2 separate regions of the Pan troglodytes genome follow, and region 2 is linked to region 1. Evidence: chromatin contacts called from public Hi-C data. All regions are on one chromosome and are shown on one strand. The core of a region is the stretch at or near the end of the contact, and the rest is flanking DNA. Distances in the headings are between cores, read along the strand shown.

Region 1 (3,318 bases), core at 219-2,718:
CCAGGCATAAGTGAAAACAGAACTAAACACAGTTACAAGTCAAATGTGGGGCTTTACAGGTGATGTTCATATTACTTTTTCCAGTCCAAAAGGATTAAGACTGTTCTCTTTAAATTTTCATATTCAAGTGAGACTAGTGTCCTCCCGGTTACGATGACCTTAACTATTGGAGTGAGGAAAAGAAAGGGAGGGTGTCCATTTCCATTTCTCATGGCCATAAATTCGAACGATTGACTCAAGTTGTTGAGGTGACTCCATTTCCCTGAGTACTAAAGAAGTCAGCAAGTGGAAACACCTCTTTGCTTGCAAGTTTACAGCCCTCGAGTCCAAGTTTTTCACCCTCTAAACCCAAACTATGCTATAGCCATATGTGACCCCTTAGCTTATGTAATCAGGGAGAGGTCCAGACCTTTATCACTCTCATGTGCCCCAAAATCACTTCCATTCTCTTTCCGGCTCCTGTAAAATACTCTGTACACATCAAAACCACCTAATAACAAATCGATGCAACCCAAGACGCTTTGTGGAAGGGCATCGTCCCCTATTTCTCTATGGATCCCACCAAACAGCAAAACATTTCTCCCTGCTTTCGCAGAACGCACGTTTCTCTGAAAGCCAAGCTCCTAACACAGTGCCCGATACCTTTCCAAGGCTGTACTGTATATAAATTATTTGCAAGTGTCACTGAGGACTATTTTCTCTGAACACACTAAACTGAAGCTAGCCATAAAACAAGCCATACGCTTCTGCTTTAGAATCTGACATGGGCAAGATGCCGCCAGTATATTACCAGGGGACAAAAATACAGTTGTAATGAAGAAACGTGTGGGGGCATGAAGGAAAAGTGGAAGGCGAGGATCAATACTATTTCAGCTCATTAATCCCCAGGTGTTAGGGGAAGGAAGCGTGCGGTCTGGAGTCATCTGGCAGATGCATAAACAACCTCGGAAATTTTCAGAGAAGGCAAAAGTACGCACAGGATCGCAGGGGACCCTGCCACCGGCGAGTTTCAAACACACTTCAAACATCTTTTCTTCCCCGACCTGGATCTTGCATGCACCCCCCTCTCCTTTGCACCCCATTCCTGCCGCTCCCACCTCCCCTTCCCAGTCCCGCCAGGTGACTGTGTCTCATGCAGCGAAGGCAACAAGCGTCCCCAGCCGAGGAAGGGAAGGGGCAGCCGTCTTGGCTCGCGAGGGAAGGAGGGCGGAAGCGGGCGCCCGCTCGCAAGCTTATTGCATCCTACCGCCTGTGGAGCTGGCCTCCTCCAGCTGAGCCGAAATGCTTTCCACCCTCCTCACATTCATGTCTGGGGACGCAGGGTGCAGAAGCGAGACTCGAGAGTCCACCGGCCAGGGGCGTCTGTCCACGGGTCTGCACGGGAGCGCACCGCCGCTTGGCCCGGGGGCGTCCGTGGCGCTGGGAGCGAGAGCTTCGGCGGCGGCTGCGGGCAGGGCGCGCGGAGCGGGCTGCAGGTGCGGGCGGAGGCCGGCGGGGGGCGCCGGGGGCGCTGCGCGGCCCTTGGCGGCGGGGGCGCGCGGGGTGGCGGGGGAGGCCGAGGCGCGGGCAGCTTCGCGCCGGCGGCTGGAAGCGGGCGGGCTGCACGGGCGGCTCGAGTGCGGGGACCCCAGCCCCTCGCCCGCGTGGGCGCCGCCCCTGCCACCTGCTGCCAAGTCACCGGACTGGGGATGCGGGGGGCGGGGTGCGGGGAGAGGAAAGCGCAGCGGGTGGCACGGTGCCTCTGGCGACAGAGCAGATGGACCCGAAAGAGACCCGAGGTGACTTCGGGCCGGGCAGGGCACCCCCGGGAGTTGCCAGCGGCTCTCAGCGGGCGCCTCTAGGACCCCTTGTCACTGCGAGCAGCGCCTGCTCTGGGGAGGGGCTCGAAGGCGCCGCGCCTTCTCAACGCGCCGCTGCGTCCCCCAGGGGCTCCGACTCGAACAGCTAGACTGGAAATACTGCTGCACAAAGTTAGGCTGAGTTCGAAGGACACCAGAGAGGAAGCGCAAGGAGATGCCCTTCTCCGGGGCCGGGCAGAGCGCCAGAACTCCTAGACAGGAAACTTTCCCCATTGAAGCTAGAACCGGTCATGCGACTCGGCTAAGTGTGGGGAAACACTGGCTCTAGACTCCATGTGAGCATCGCAGGGCCGAGGTGCAGAATACCACCTTGGAGAGAGGGGGTGGCATAGACTGGTGTCATTTTGAAGAAGCATCCATGTGGGGGGTTTCATTTGAGATCTCCCAGGCAAGTCAACCAGGAGGTATCGCTCACTACCCCCAAGGTCATTTGCCCTTCTAAAGCACAGTAAGGCCGGGAATAGTTGGGAAGGTAAAGAGAAACCAACAGACCACTTGTGGCCATGGTTACTGTTTGAGAAGTCAAAATTAAAATGCAGATTTCTGTGTCCCCAAGAGTCAAGTGCATGAAGCCTCTCTTTTCAGAAGAAAGGTCAAGTTGACCCGTTCTCCAGGCAAACTGAATTAAAATTCCCTCTCACTCTCAGCTGCAAGGTCAGTTGGCCATGACTTGGGTGGAAGCCATTTCTAAGTGTTTGTGAAACTACTTGCCTTCCCTATGGCTGCTGGATTATTTATACACACTGTCACCAAGTGAAATCTTCCCCCTTTCTCCAAGTAGGTCTCAATTGACACCTTATTGCCCTTCTCCCCACCCCCAAACGCACGAGCAATTTACTTAGTCCTTTGAGCCCTTATAGCATGTATTTGTATATTTCTTGAGAGCCTTTTACTCTTTTAGTTCATTGTTAAGGAGACAGATGCTGACACCCCATTGTCTGGGTTCAAATCCTAGTTCCACTACTTCATAATCCTGTGGCCTGGTACAAATATCAGCTATAACTGGTACCTACATTATTGTTTTGTTGTGAGGATTTAAGAAAATCAATAGATGCAAAGGGCTTAGAGCCGTGACTGGCATGTAGCAATCACTGTATAAAGACAGGCAACCCTGATTCTTGAAGTTGAGAACAATGTTATATTGACAAAGCAATTAGAAAAGTTCCTTGCACATAGCTGGTCTTCACTAAACATTTGTTTTTTCATTATTCAGCAAACATCTAGTAACTACTGTGTACAAGACACAATTATAGGCACTGGGATACCACAGTGAATACAACAAAGACCCTCAGTTATTGGCTGACTATCTAGAAGGCAGAGAGACTGACAATAAATCAAGGAATCAGAAGTGATCTGCTAGGGAGATCACTTTTATATAGGGGGTCCATAAGGGCTTTATGAAAGAGGCAACATTTAATTGGAATCCTGATGAAAGCGAGGAGCTAGCCATGGGCATCTC
Region 2 (3,318 bases), core at 530-3,029, 440 kb after region 1:
TCTTGCTGGGGTGGGTTGTACTGTCTCTCTCTGTAGGCTAAATAAGCTCTTCGGCTCCTCGAGTGTCCTTCGTTATTGCCCAGCCGGCTTTTAGGTAAGCCGTTCTGCACGCTTCCTTCCACGCTCGTTGGGACATCGTAGGCATATTCTCTCAGGACTGTGAGTCGGCTTGCCCGGTGTCCTTTACTTCTGTTTTTATGGTGGCGGCTTGAGTGCACATTTGTTCGAAACTGAACTTCTAAAGGCGCCACGTGCATTTTAATATCATTGTCCATTGAATGTTCTGTCAGACTATTATCAAGCTGAGGGGTGGAGTTCAAAGGTAAAGAATTGGCATGGCACTGAGCTGCAGCCGCCTGCAAGTTTGTTAATTTGCAGCCCTGGGAGGAATTTTTGAAGCTTGAAGCACTTTTGTTTGTGCATGAAGACTCCGCACTGCTATTGGGGCACTTGGGTGCCTCTCCATTTGTCCCATTAGAGTTGGGGGGCTGGACGTTGACTTGCACTGAATACGAGCTCCGTCCTGGGCAGCAAGTCATGATCCACGCAAGTCTAACATCCTCCCTATTAACACAATGGTGGACCATGAAGAACGCACTGAAGCTTAAACATGTGGCTCCAAAAACGAAGCTAAAAACCAAGTCCAAAGGGTAATACAAAGAAACAGCCAAAGCCCCAAACATCCACAGTGCAATATATAAGAGCAAAGTAAGGCTGGCCCCCAAGAGCTGAGAATGAAAAGTGTGCTCATTTTCCAAGGCTGATGTAGAAATCAGAGACAAAGACATTGAATCCTGATGATTTATTTCACCATTTTCATTGGCTGCCAATCTCTGTTGCTCCTCCGTGGGCTCCTTAAGCTCATATTTGCGTTCAGGGTGTCTTTTCAACTGAATAAATATGCTCAGAAAGTACATGCAGTTTACAAAAGTGATGAAGCTGGCTGGCCCATAGAAGGCTCCCAAGGAGGGTTCCCATGCCATCCAGCAACTGGAAAAGAAAATGGTAAACCAGATCGATGCTACACGTTTCAACAAATTACCTAAGAAATTGCAATCACCTGTAATGCCTAGAAAATACTTAAAAGAGAAACAACTGGGTCAAGTACACAGAGAATATAAAATACTCACTAGGGTGCATTTGGCCGACTGCCGTAATTCTTAATGTTCGCTGCTGCAGTTATGCCGCAAACAATGATAGGGATACCACCACCAATCAGGTAAAATCTAGAAGGAGGAATCACAGGAAAAACCACTCATCATTCCATTTCTTAACATGTATCTCTCATAATGTCTCAGTACTTCAAAAGTCATTCCCTGAAGATTAATTATTATCTTTATTCCAATAATAAGCTGAGAGTTAAGTTGGGAGGCTGATTTATTAACAGTAATGTGTTTTTATTTTGTTTTTTAGATTTCTTGTTTTAAAGCACAAGGTCTAGTAAGTTTCTGAGTAGAGGAAAGCTGATCGGCTTCTGCCACCTTGTGGACAGGCAAAGTAACACTCTGAGCCTGCTGGTAGGATTTCAGCTTACTTACCCTTACTTTTTTTTTCTTTGTAGCGGGAACTGGCTTCTTTTAGATTCAGCCGGTGAACTGAAAAGTGCCTTAGTTCACACAAAAAATGTAATGACATATTAATTACTGACTAATGTTCAGCTCAACCTGCATGTCCCAGGACTGCCCATTGCTGTGTACCTCATCGCCAGTCCACTGAGATTAAGGTAAGGAGGGTATCTGGATCCCAGCAGCTTCACAGAGTGCAGAGGCCCTACCTGACCCCTTTTCCAAAGAGAGGTGGAGACAGCAAGGGAAATGATGGTGCAATAAAAACTGATTGAAACAGAGCAGTGACTGGTCCTACAAAGAAAAACTCTGTGCTCATCTCTGAGCTCCTTGATCTCTCTGAAAAGAAATTTCCATTCTGGGCAAGTCAGAATCTTAATTTTGCATTTGCTCCTTCCTGAGACATGGCCCCAAATCTTGCACTGGGTGGATAAAGGCAATATCTGTGATACATTTGTCCATATATTGTTTCTTCCTCGTACCTAGTTACTAAAATCCTTTAACATGATGTTAGTACTGCTGAAAACTAATTACCCTATAAAACTATAATTCTGCCTTCTATTCCATAGATTAGAGAGATGCCAATAATACGTGACCTTCCCCTTCTTCCTGCTATACTAATTCACATCTGCTTCTTACCTGAAAAGAAAGCATTATTTCCAAAATTAATCTTGGGTCCTATCACCCTCTCTGTCTTCTTTCAACGCCCCCTACCCCGTTCTTGTTATCAAATAACCCTAGTTGCATCTTTAAAATCTTCTCTATTGCTTATTTCTAGCATGCTTCTCTACTGCTTATATATATATATAATATATATTATATATTATTTATTATATATATTTTATATATATTATTTATTATATATATTTTATATATATATTATTTATTATATATATTTTATATATATATTATTTATTATATATATTTTATATATATTATTTATTATATATATTTTATATATATATAATATATATTTTATATATATATAATATATATTTTATATATATATAATATATATTTTATATATATATTCAAGTTTCCCCATCTTCTAAAACTTTCCTTGAACTACCACTTCTTTTCTCTCTTCCTTCTGCAAACGCTGGTACCACCACTTTCTTGCCTTTATCATCTTATTGTCAGCTGTACCCACTCACCACCATGATGCTAAAAATGTCCTCTCTGGGGTCAGAAGAGTCTCACGGGCAAATCTCGTGTCCCACCCTCCAGGCAGGCAGCAGTGTTGCTCAGGCTTCCTTAAGCTCAAGGATATGGGGGAAGCAGGGCTAGAGGGTGAAGCTTGAGCTGTCTAATGCAAAGAGGATACTTGTGAGTCATTTGGGGACTGCAGAGAGTTTGAAGCACCAGCTAACTTTTCCTTAACTCTTTATCTTTCTTCTCAGAACCTTATAGGAATGAACAGCTGCTTAAGGTTAAGATTCCCAAGTTTCTGAGCCAAACACCATCATCTCTCATTTCTCTTAATAGAAGTGAGGGAAGTGTCAAATCTCATCCTACAACATAACTCTGGGGCCACGGAGCACCCCTGCTGCTCCTTGTCAAACACGGAACCACTCTCCCACAAATCTTCCATGTTTCAGGTGTTCTCTTTCTGCAGTCAAAAATCCAGTGACTTTTTCCATGGCCCATCTATTAAACATTAATAAGGTCCAAGTATCATTCTTTTCTTAACTAACTTCTCCCTGGGAGATCCTATTCATTATCATGGCTTCAGTGACCACATAAGGAAATGTCT

The links. Hi-C and Micro-C count contacts between places; a contact is called where the count stands out from the background.
Region 2: a contact with region 1 is called in a Hi-C map of induced pluripotent stem cells, with 2.6 times the contacts expected there. The contact joins the enhancer-like site here to the promoter of KCNIP4 in region 1. A contact is called at or near these places in 1 of 7 Hi-C or Micro-C datasets (induced pluripotent stem cells) and 1 of 1 datasets of contacts at active chromatin or transcription factors (stem cell-derived excitatory neurons).

The regions. Positions count from the first base shown.
Region 1 is chr3:22,416,950-22,420,267 of NHGRI_mPanTro3-v2.0_pri, forward strand. It overlaps KCNIP4 (potassium voltage-gated channel interacting protein 4), which reads right to left and starts at 1,469. Exons shown (of 9, transcript XM_003310257.7): 1 at 1,247-1,469. The coding sequence starts at 1,307.
Region 2 is chr3:22,861,177-22,864,494 of NHGRI_mPanTro3-v2.0_pri, forward strand. ADGRA3 (adhesion G protein-coupled receptor A3) reads right to left here. Exons shown (of 19, transcript XM_001164297.5): 18 at 1,131-1,226; 19 at 1-990. Among named protein-coding and RNA genes, the nearest start is that of ADGRA3, 130 kb to the right of the region's middle. Within about 2 kb of position 1,780, at least 1 of the 24 cell types and tissues checked has an H3K27ac peak or open chromatin away from gene starts, as enhancers often do. A contact at or near this core is called in induced pluripotent stem cells, where this site is marked.